3 separate regions of the Mus musculus genome follow, and all the other regions are linked to region 2. The links are chromatin contacts, called in public promoter capture Hi-C maps. All regions are on one chromosome and are shown on one strand. Each heading gives the region's core, a stretch centred on a gene start, on an enhancer-like site or on the middle of the called end of the contact. The rest is flanking DNA. Distances are from core to core; before and after follow the strand shown. Region 1 holds the start of Rps16 (ribosomal protein S16). Region 2 holds the start of Zfp850 (zinc finger protein 850). Region 3 holds the start of Ttc9b (tetratricopeptide repeat domain 9B).

Evidence for each region. Promoter capture Hi-C pulls out the DNA fragments that hold promoters and counts their contacts.
Region 1: a promoter capture Hi-C map of neural stem cells shows a contact between it and region 2. The contact joins the promoter of Rps16 here to the promoter of Zfp850 in region 2.
Region 3: a contact with region 2 is called in a promoter capture Hi-C map of pre-B cells, with 2.8 times the contacts expected there. The contact joins the promoter of Ttc9b here to the promoter of Zfp850 in region 2. A contact is called at or near these places in 1 of 39 promoter capture datasets (pre-B cells) and 2 of 115 datasets of contacts at active chromatin or transcription factors (bone marrow-derived macrophages and embryonic stem cells).

What each region holds. Positions count from the first base shown.
Region 1 is chr7:28,349,353-28,352,946 of GRCm38.p6, forward strand. Rps16 (ribosomal protein S16) reads left to right here and starts at 1,337. Exons shown (of 5, transcript NM_013647.2): 1 at 1,337-1,499; 2 at 1,640-1,741; 3 at 2,825-2,921; 4 at 3,011-3,058; 5 at 3,142-3,346. The coding sequence starts at 1,452. The coding sequence ends at 3,287. AF357399 (snoRNA AF357399) reads left to right here and starts at 2,188; the gene lies at 2,188-2,281.
Region 2 is chr7:28,012,855-28,016,293 of GRCm38.p6, forward strand. Zfp850 (zinc finger protein 850) reads right to left here and starts at 1,261. Exons shown (of 6, transcript NM_001254951.1): 1 at 1,162-1,261.
Region 3 is chr7:27,652,205-27,655,353 of GRCm38.p6, forward strand. It overlaps Ttc9b (tetratricopeptide repeat domain 9B), which reads left to right and starts at 1,720. Exons shown (of 3, transcript NM_028417.1): 1 at 1,720-2,143; 2 at 2,708-2,890. The coding sequence starts at 1,723. It overlaps Gm38973 (a long non-coding RNA gene), which reads right to left and starts at 2,028. Exons shown (of 3, transcript XR_881908.3): 1 at 1,046-2,028.

The sequences.
Region 1 (3,594 bases), core at 87-2,586, 340 kb after region 2:
GAGTCCCAGGAACCAAACTCGGGCCCTCAGGCTTGGGCATTTCGCTAGCTAGTTTCTTTTCTTTCTGAAGCAGGGTCACATGTAGCCCAGGCTGGCCAGATATTCATAATGAGGAGAGGATGGCGTCGGGATTCCTCCTGACCCTTCCTCCTCCTTCCAAGTGTTAGTGTTACAGGTGCACATGACCATACCTAGTCTTTTTGTTGACAACTCTGCCTTCCAAATGTCTCCACATCCCTTAATGTCCTCCACACCCTGTGCTGCAAGAGAAACTGAGGCAATCCTGAGAAGCTGTTGCCCAGTGACTTAGAACAATTCTGGGGTGGGTACTATGGAAAAGTTAAAAGCTGGTTTTCCTCAGGTTGGTAGGCTGGAGAATTCTGTGGAGTAAACACATAGAGCGGAGGGTTTAGAGGAGCATTACGGTCACTTGGAAGTTGGAAAGATGGTGGTTAAAAGCACTAACTGCTTTTCCTAGAGAGGACCTGAGTTTGGTTACAGGTACACAAGTTGGGTGTGGCTCAGACACCCTGTAACTACATTTCCAAGGAGATTGGAGGCCTCCCTCGGGAACCTGCCCTCGAAAAAAGTATTAAATCTTAAAACAAGGCTACTTGGAGGATTCTGGATAATGATCTAAGATAACTGCCCTGAAGACAGGTCCTGAGGGTAGTTCTCTAGGGGAGGGTCAAGCTGGGAGAACAATGTCCCTGGAGCAGTTGCTGGGGAGAGGAGCCACCAAAGAGGTAGTTAATTTTGGCAGCGAAAGCAGGCGAAGGCCCGAGTCTGTGAGGAAAAAAAACGTATATAAGGCACAACCAGAAGGCAAGAGAAGTTTATTTAGGAGAGCGCTGGAAAGGGCTTTTAAGGGGTCAGGTTTCCTGGGAAGAAGAGGAAGGCAATTCTGGTGAAAGGCTGATTCGCGACGGGGGATCGTAAGGGCTAGGAAAGAGGGTTCTGGAGGCAAGATTCTGAAAAGCCAGCTTGACTTAGCATAGTGGATGCGGGAAGACTCCGATGGGATGGGGATCCTGGGAAAGGGTGGGAGGAAGAGGGTGAGAATCGGCCTGGAGAAGCGCCGAAGGAGAGCATCGAAGAGCAGGAATGTCTATAAGAACTGGCCGAAAGTCAAGACCAAGGCTGCGGAAAAGCAATGGAAAAAGGAGGCCAGCCCCATCTTCCGAGTTCTGGACGGAGTCCCCACCCTCCGGGTCCCGCACAGCTCCGCCCCTTCCCCTCCGACACCGCCCCCTCCCTTGCCTGAAGGCGTTCCCGCCGCAATTCACACGTCCCCTCTCAGGCTTCGACGTCAGCCGTAAAGCCCGCTTCTGTCGTGACGTAGCACTCAATGCGCCTGCGCAGACCCTGAAAAATCGGCTGGGTTGGCCCCGCGCTTCCCTTTTCCGGTCGCGGCGCTGCGCGGTGTGGAGCTCGTGCTTGTGCTCGGAGCTATGCCGTCCAAGGGTCCGCTGCAGTCCGTGCAGGTCTTCGGACGCAAGGTGTGCCAGGGGCGGCATAGAAAGAGGTGGGGGTGGGGAGGGGGGTGAGAAGGCCCTGGCTGGGTGACATGATGAGCTGGGGCCCGCTGAGCCAGGGTCCCGCGCTCACACGGCCCCGCCGTCTCCCTCGCCCTTCACAGAAAACAGCCACGGCTGTGGCCCACTGCAAACGGGGAAATGGGCTCATCAAGGTGAACGGACGTCCCCTGGAGATGATCGAGCCGCGCACGCTGCAGTACAAGGTGTTGGGGTCGGGCATGGGCGTCCGGGTGGCGAGACGGAAGGGAAGGCCCCGGGATGATAGGGAGTTGAGGTGGGGGAAGGAGGATGGCTTACCTCGCGGTAGACCTTAACCTGGGCTCGGGAAAGATGAAGTCGGAGCTGGTAAAATACATGAAAACGTGGCCTATTCTATAACCTCGAAGCTCTCCAGATGCGAGGGGCCCGTGGCCAGGAGAATAGCACAGTGTATCCGACCTAATTGACGATTTCTGGTCTAGAAGTATGAGTTTACAGCTCATGTGTATACTCCTAGCTCCTTGGAGGATAGCATACTACGAGTTACGAATCCAAAGCGCCGCCGTTTAGGTCAGCATGGGGCTACAACGTGGAACCTTGAAAAATACAATAGGAGTCCTCTGAAGTCTAACATTGGTAGCACTTGTATGGGTTTTTGTTGAACTAGTGGGCAAAAACTGGAAAACAAGTGCAAGAACAAATCCTCTTTTGCAACCCAGAACTCATTGTTGTATGAGTTTTGGTACATGTAAGAAGGAATATCATACCTTGCAGACAATGCATTCTAATGGTAGTGTTGATGTTAATGCCACTAGACCCCCGTGCTTAGTCTAATCCAAGTCTGTCAGGTGACTAAAAAGGACAGTCTGTCAGTTTATTTGAACGATTGGTGTGTGTACCCTGTGTTGTGAATTGGGCCAACACCAGTGATGGAGGTGGCTCTAGGCCTGCCACTCGGGGAGCTTCTGGATAGACTGGTCCTAGGTATTGGACAAATTTGATCCAAAGAGAAGATGGAATGACCACTGTGAGAACAGTGGACCTGTCTGACCTTGCTTCCTGTTTGGGGAAGTTCATAGTTGCCTGTCACTCCATGATTCCAGCTCCTCGGTGTCTCAGGCCCTCTTCTGGTCTCTATGGGCACATATACATGGGACTCTGAGGGGCACAGGGATCCTAGGATAGGCTGCCTCCTTGATTCTGGTGATGGTGGGAACCACACAAAGGGAGATGATGAATGTCCATGGAGAGTGGTTAAGTCAGGGTATGACTTAACTCCCTAACCCCATATTTTCCCATTTCTCTAGTTACTGGAGCCTGTTTTGCTTCTGGGCAAGGAGCGATTTGCTGGTGTGGATATTCGGGTCCGTGTGAAGGGTGGTGGACATGTGGCCCAAATTTATGGTAAGTCTCAGGATCTAAGCCTATGGGTGTGAGGCAGCTCCTGGAAGGACTGGGTCTTCACTAAGCTTTTTGGTCATTGTGTCTTGCAGCCATCCGACAGTCCATCTCAAAGGCCCTGGTAGCTTATTACCAAAAATGTGAGTGAGAGCTGGTCTTTCATTTCATGGCGGGTGGGCTATGTGGTAGGACCAAACTAAAGGTCTTGTCTATTAATCTCCAGATGTGGATGAAGCCTCCAAGAAGGAGATCAAAGATATCCTCATCCAATACGATCGGACCCTGCTTGTAGCTGACCCCCGTCGCTGCGAATCCAAAAAGTTTGGAGGTCCTGGTGCCCGTGCCCGATACCAGAAATCCTACCGATAAGCCCATCTCAAGGATCGGGGTTTACCTTTGTAATAAACATCCTAGGATTTTAACGTTCCTGTTTTTGTGTTGGTCTCTTTTTGTAGTATTAGTGTGGTTGGACAGTGCAAGAAACTCCCTTAGTAAGTGGCACTAAGGAGTAATGGCTGCCTTCCAGAGCATTTGAGCTCTGTTTTTGTGTGTATACGCTTGCTTGCTTATTTATTTATTTATTTTTACTTTTTTGTTTGTTTTTTTTTTTGTTTTTCGAGACAGGGTTTCTCTGTGTAGCCCTGACTGTCCTGGAACTCACTTTGTAGACCAGGCT
Region 2 (3,439 bases), core at 11-2,510:
TAAGTCACTTTCTTAAACATCCACCAGCAATCGCATTGTTTCTCACACTCCCTTGTCCTGCTGAACACTGAGTGGAATGAACCCAAGATGGCCTCACAGAGAACAACTAAAGCACACCAGGCCCTTAGGATATGGCGGCACTGCACTAACAGGCTTCACCACAGGCATCCTACGGTTCCTGACAGGCCTGGAGAGCCTGAGGGGACAGAACCAAGATTCCAACCCGATACCACAGATCCACACTCCACGATCAATCATGGCATTGCTCATCTGGATCTGGCCAACGTTACCCATTACACACACACACACACACACACACACACACACACACACACACTCAGAAAATCACTAGCTTTCAAAGATGCCAAATTCAGTGCTATCACTTTCCCACTGCCATAATCCTCACAGTGAACACATCATCTATCCCCGACATTCCTGGCCTGCTTTGAAAACAAGGCCTGTAAGGATCAAAGGATCGCATCTGATATGCGATGCCATCCAAATAGAAATCGATTTATAAAATCAGAGTTTGAGAGACCTAACGATAACCTCTGGAGGTTTCTACCTAGAACATCTTAGGAAAAGGGTGATTGTAGAGAAGAAAAGGCGGGGTTCATTGAAATGATAAGGTGAAGTGGAAAGGGAAGGGACAACGTTATGGGCCCCAGAGGTGAAGGTATCAATTTTCACGTTCCTCCTTCATTTACTGATAATTCCACGAGATCTCAGACTATATCCGAGAGCATCCTCACCGAGCATTTTCCTTCACGTCCCTCAACACTCTCATGGCTACAGCTCTGAGAAACTTCGGGTATTCAACCCAGAGCAGCCCTCCTAAGCGACCCTCGGAGGCACTTCCGGCCTTAAAAGCACCTCCCAAGCTCGTGTGTACCTCAGGGAAAGCTTCCCTTCAGACTCCGCACCTGACTTCTCCTTAGTGATGCTTAGCCCTCTGCTCCAACCCCTGTGGCCTTGAAAGAAAATGATAAGCACAGTGACACAGATGAGCAGAGAGCTCAAGGTGTGTATACACAGAGAGACGCGCGCGAGCGCGCGCCCACCCACCCACACAAACACACGCTCACACACGCTCACACACGCCCGTACGCGTCAACATCTCCATTCACCCTACACCAGCGCCCACACCGATACCCAGCCCACCTTACTCTGTGGAGACCGAAGCCAACCAGCAATTTCTTTGGACCAGAAAGATCAGACCTTCCGTGTTGGTGGCACCGGGATGCCAAAGACCCTTGGCGGCGTCCGGAGCTATGTGGAGCCTTCAAGAAGCCCGGCGTTTCCGAAAGGTCCCAGCATGCAACTTAGCCCGGCCCATCCGGGAACTGGGCCCAGTGGCTTGTGGGAGTTCCCACGGTGGGGGGGCAGGGGGCTCCCCATGCTTCGAGGGGAGGCTGCCTCCTGGGATCAAAACGGAGTTTGGTGTTCTGTGTCTACCTGATTTTCCCTCCTGTGGCGTGGACGGACGAGCGGAAATTTTAAAATTTAGAATAGGAAGTAGATCAGATCGGGACGGACGCTTTGCCTGAGTCCCACTCAGTGGGATTCCACTACGCTGTGCTCTGCTAGGGACTATGGTAAATTTGAAAAGACCGAACTAAAGAATTGGTTGGTTTCTAAAGTTGGGTAGTTTATATTAACGATTTCAAAGAGCCAGATATTCTGGACCCTTCCAGGGTTCGGTGTCCCTGTTGACTAGATAGAAAAAATTGAGTGACGACTACATCTGTATGTATCACCAGAACTGTGTTCAATAGGCAGTCATTTACCTCCTGTTGGAGGATGAATGACTAGCACGCGTTAAGTGTCCTAAAAAACAAAAAACTAAAAAACAAACAAAACACAAACCCAAAACATAGGCCTCTTTTTTATAGGATAGACACATTTATTGTAACTTGACACTATGGAACTTTCGAAACCACTTTTGTTTTTTCTCATGTTATACAAAGAACTTTTTCCAAACATGATAGAAAGAAATTGTGAAAAGGCTAAACAATCCTAGTAATAAAACTAATTGCATTAAATGTACTGTAAATTATGTAAATGCTAAAGTATAGGTGCCACATTAATTTGCAGATAAGTGTTAACTACAGAAAATGTGTTAAATATTCTAGCCGATTCAAAGTGACCATCCTCACAATAGTATTAAAAAAAAAAAAGACTTAAGTCAACTTTAAAATGGAGGCAGTTCTGGGGGCAAAGAGCATCGCCAGTACTAACAGCAATAACAGAGACAGCAAGTCATCAAGTGAAAATATCCTTGGCTGGGCGTGGTAGCACATGCATGTGACCCCAGCAATGAGGAGACACAGCCAGTGAATGTCTATGAGATGAGGCCACCAAGGACTATTTAGTGAAGACCTGTCTAAAAAACTAAAATAAACAGTATGCGTGTAATACCACACCTTCAAAACATGAGGGGAAACGTCCAATAGAGAAATAAGGAGAAACAGCCAAATCCAGCATTGCATACAAAAGTTTTCAGTCTCAATAACTGATAGAAGGAATCCAGAAAAGCAACAGGGCATAGATGATTTAGACAGCATCATCAGCTATGAATGCAGACAGAATAAAAATCAAGACAATTAAACTTTAATGGAATCAGGGGGCCTTGAAGGGAGGGTGTTCTTGTATACACACTCCTGGCAGAAATGCCCGTTACCTGGAGATGCTTCTGTTTAAAGCTTCCCTTTTTATGCTTTTTTTTTTTTTTTCGGGGGAAGGGGAAAGCCAATACCTTATATATTTTGTACTGCACTTTTAAAAATGAAAGACTCCATCTATTTTAAGGTATTCCTTAAAGGTGACCATAGGCATGTGTTGAGAAATCCCCTTCCTGATGGATCCTCTCTTCACACCCATCCTCTTCTACATCTATCCTGTGAGTGAGCCGCCCCTCTCCACAATGAACATGGATTTCCATACTTCTGCCATGTTCTTACATGGGTTTTGTGTGTGTGTGTGTGTGTGTGTGTGTGTGTGTGTGTGTGTGTGTGTGGTTGCCTGGTTTAGGTTTCAGTTGGTTGGGTTCAGTTCTTTTTGAGACAAAATTTCTCTGTTTTTCCTTGGTTGTCCCAGAACTCTCTCTGTAGACCAAGCTGGACTTGAACACAGAGATCTGCCTGCCTCTGCCTCCCAAGTATCTGGTTACTACAGCAGCACTGTGGGTGTTCCCTGGTCTGCTCATGACAATGGATGAAGGACCCTCTGGGTAGCACTCGGATTTCACACCCTTGGCTGGATCAGCAGGGCAGCTACAGAGCCACGTCTCTGGGGGAACCATGCACCCACAACCACTACACAGACAGTGCTGCCACAGTTGCACTGGATGCTGCAGTAAGCATCTTGGATGAGTCTGTTCAGGGCCTTCGTCCCATTAAACCCACAGGAGCTGCTGAGCTTGAGATGAGCAGTGCAGAAG
Region 3 (3,149 bases), core at 470-2,969, 360 kb before region 2:
TGTAGCTGTCTTCAGACACACCCAAAGGGGGCATCGGATCCCCATTGCAGATGGTTGTGAGCCACCATGTTGCTGGGAATTGAACTCAGGACCTCTGGAAGAGCAGTCAGTGCTCTTAACCACTGAGCCATCTCTCCAGCTCCCCCCACCCTTTTGTTGTTGTGGTTTTGTTTGTTTCTTTTTTGCCTGCATATGAGTATCTTGAAAAGAAATTCTAAGAGGATTTAAAATTTACACTCTTTGTTTGTGTGCATGTGCATGCTTGTGTGTGTGTGTGTGTGTGTGCATGTGTGTGTGCATGTGTGCGTGCGTGTGCATGTGTGTGCATGTGAGTGTGCATGTGAGTGTGCATGTGTGTGTGCGCGTGTGTGTGCATGTGTGTGTGCGTGCGTGTGTGTATGTGTGTGTGCGCGTGTGCGCGCGCGTGTGTGTGTATGTGCGTGAGTTTGTGTGTGTGTGTGCAGGTATATGTAGGAAGGGGTCAGATAACCACTTTGAGAGGCTGGTTCCACAGATGGAACTCACGTGGTGGCTACTGCTATGTTGCTGGCCCATAATGAACGAATTTCTTTCCTTTTCCCCCTCTTTTTTGAGTCAGGTGTAGCTCTGGCTGGCCCGGAAACCATAGAGTTCTGCTGCTTCTGCCTCCTAAGTGCAGGGATTGCAGGGGAGTGCCACCACAGCGCAGCCGCAGCCGCATTTTCTTGGTTGTCCTTATTGTACTGGTGGTCCTGGGCTGTCAGTGGGGACCCTTGTCACCTCCCCACTGGCTTTTCTGGAAATGGAAGGCAAGGGACAGAATGGCTAGGTTGCAGAGTTGCCTTTCCTCCAGGAAGTCCCCAGTCACACTTCAACCTAGAGCAAATGCCTCCTCTGACTTCTCCATGCTAGCCATGGCTCTCCTCCTGCGCTTCCCAGGATCAGCCACTTTGGGCTGTTACAGGTCTGTCTCTCCACTAGGCTGTGAACCTAGGAGATGTGGCTCTATCTAAATAATTCTTTCTCTCTCCTTTTCCCTCCCTTCTCCTTAATCTCCCACACCTACCTTTTCTTTGTAGTTCATGGCTGATCTGGAATTTCCTCGTTAGCACCAGATTAGCTTCAAACTTCTTTCCACTCTCCTGCCTCAGATGTCCGAGTGTGACTACAGGCAGGTGCTACCCCACTTGACTTCTGTTGTTGTTGTTTGTTTTTACATTGGCCCATCAACCCCCTCCCCCTGAACAGAAATTGAGCAATGGCTATTTGTTTATTACATAAAGAATCGATTCCAACGTATGTACTATTGTCCCGCACTATAGTACAATAGGTAATTTGAGGGGATTGTCCAAATCATAGAGTAATGAGAAACCAGTGTCTGAAGCCGGGCAGCTTGACTCCCAATCCTGTATTCTTATCCAACATGCCAAATGACTAGTGGGCTGAAAACCAGCTTTCCACAAAACTGATGTCTGCCCGCTCAGCCTTTTTCTTCTAGAAATCTCCGGGAGAACATGCAGTCGGGTGGGAGGGTAAGGACTGTGGGGACAAGGGAGAGGCGCCAGAACAACTAGACCCAGGCTGGTTTGAGGGTGAGCGAGGGGGAGTTTGGAGGGGTTTTTCTAGACCCATAGGGGGCAGCCGGAGACGGCAGCCAGAGATGTGGGGGCGGAGAAAGGGTGGGGACCGGCCCCGCGGGGGGCGATGCGGTAGCTGCAGCGGCGGCCGCAGGAGTTTCCCACAATGCAGCGCGGCGCGCTGTCCCCGGTGCTGATGCTCAGCGCTGCCCCGGAGCCTCCACCGCGCCCGCCTCCCGCCCTTTCCCCGCCGGGCCCCGGCTCAGCGCCTCGCCATGGCTCTGCTCGGTCGGGTCCTGCCCCAGAGCCGTCTGGGGGCCTGGCTGCGGCGCTCGACAGCAGCCTGCGGGCTGCCGTGGCGTTCAAGGCGGAGGGTCAGCGTTGCTACCGAGAGAAGAAGTTCCGAGAAGCCATTGGCAAGTACCACCGGGCACTGCTGCAGCTGAAGGCGGCTCAAGGGGCCCGCCCTGGCGGTCTGCCCACCCCCTCCCCGGGACCCACCACCAGCCCGGGGCCCGCCCGCCTCAGCGAGGAGCAGCGGCGCCTGGTGGAGAACACAGAGGTTGAATGTTACGACTCCCTCACTGGTACGGGGCCGTCGGGGGGCGCAGAGGACTCGGGTGAAACGGGTGGGTAGTGAGGGGGTAATCAGGAGGCTATAGAGCCTGTGGTGGCTGGAAGCTGAAGGAGTCAGGGCTGTGGTCTGGCGGGGAAGACTACAAAACTTGCTGAGGAAGAGAGTTGGGAGTAGATGAATAGGGCTTCTTGGATGGAGTAAGCAGGGGCTTGAATAATGAAACGGGCTCTGGACTTGGTCTTCTAAGCCCCACTTCCCTGACTCATTCTTTCCCCCGGTCTGCCACGCATGAGCCAAGGTTAGAAAGGCTTACCCTGCACCGGCTATTTCGTTCTTGGACCCTCCCTCTATAATTACTTGGGAAAACCTCCAGCTAATTGCTTCAGACTTGTCTGTCCTGCGCCCTCTAGCGGCGGCGCAGATAGCTCTTATACTAACAGGTTAGCTGATTAGTGTCTCCTGGTGGCCAGAGCAATCCCATATGCCCAGGGGAAGAGGTCAGGTTATTTGAGGTCATGTGAATCCTAGGGGATGCAGGCTGTGTCTGAGACTACAGGGTCTCTGCATCCCACAGCTTGCCTCCTGCAGTCGGAGCTGGTGAACTATGAGCGGGTGCGTGAGTACTGTCTCAAGGTGCTGGAGAAACAGCAGGGCAACTTCAAGGCCACCTATCGTGCCGGCATTGCCTTCTACCACTTGGGTGATTATGCACGTGCGCTGCGCTACCTACAGGAGGCCCGCAGCCGAGAGCCCACAGGTGAGTGGCAGGGCTGGGCTGGGCAGGGGGTTAGAACAGAGGAAACCTAGGCGGGAGGACCAGGGCAGAGCCAAGCCACCCCAGGGAAGTGCTGTTACCAGCTCCAGACAAGCTCTCTCTAGCTACCTAAGATTCCTCATACACTCATCCAGCACCCATCCACCGTCCCCAAAGGTATACTCACCTTGTTCCTCTGGCATTTCCCCAACCAACTCTCTTCATTGGGAATTGAACCTAGGGCCTCATGCATGCAAGGCAA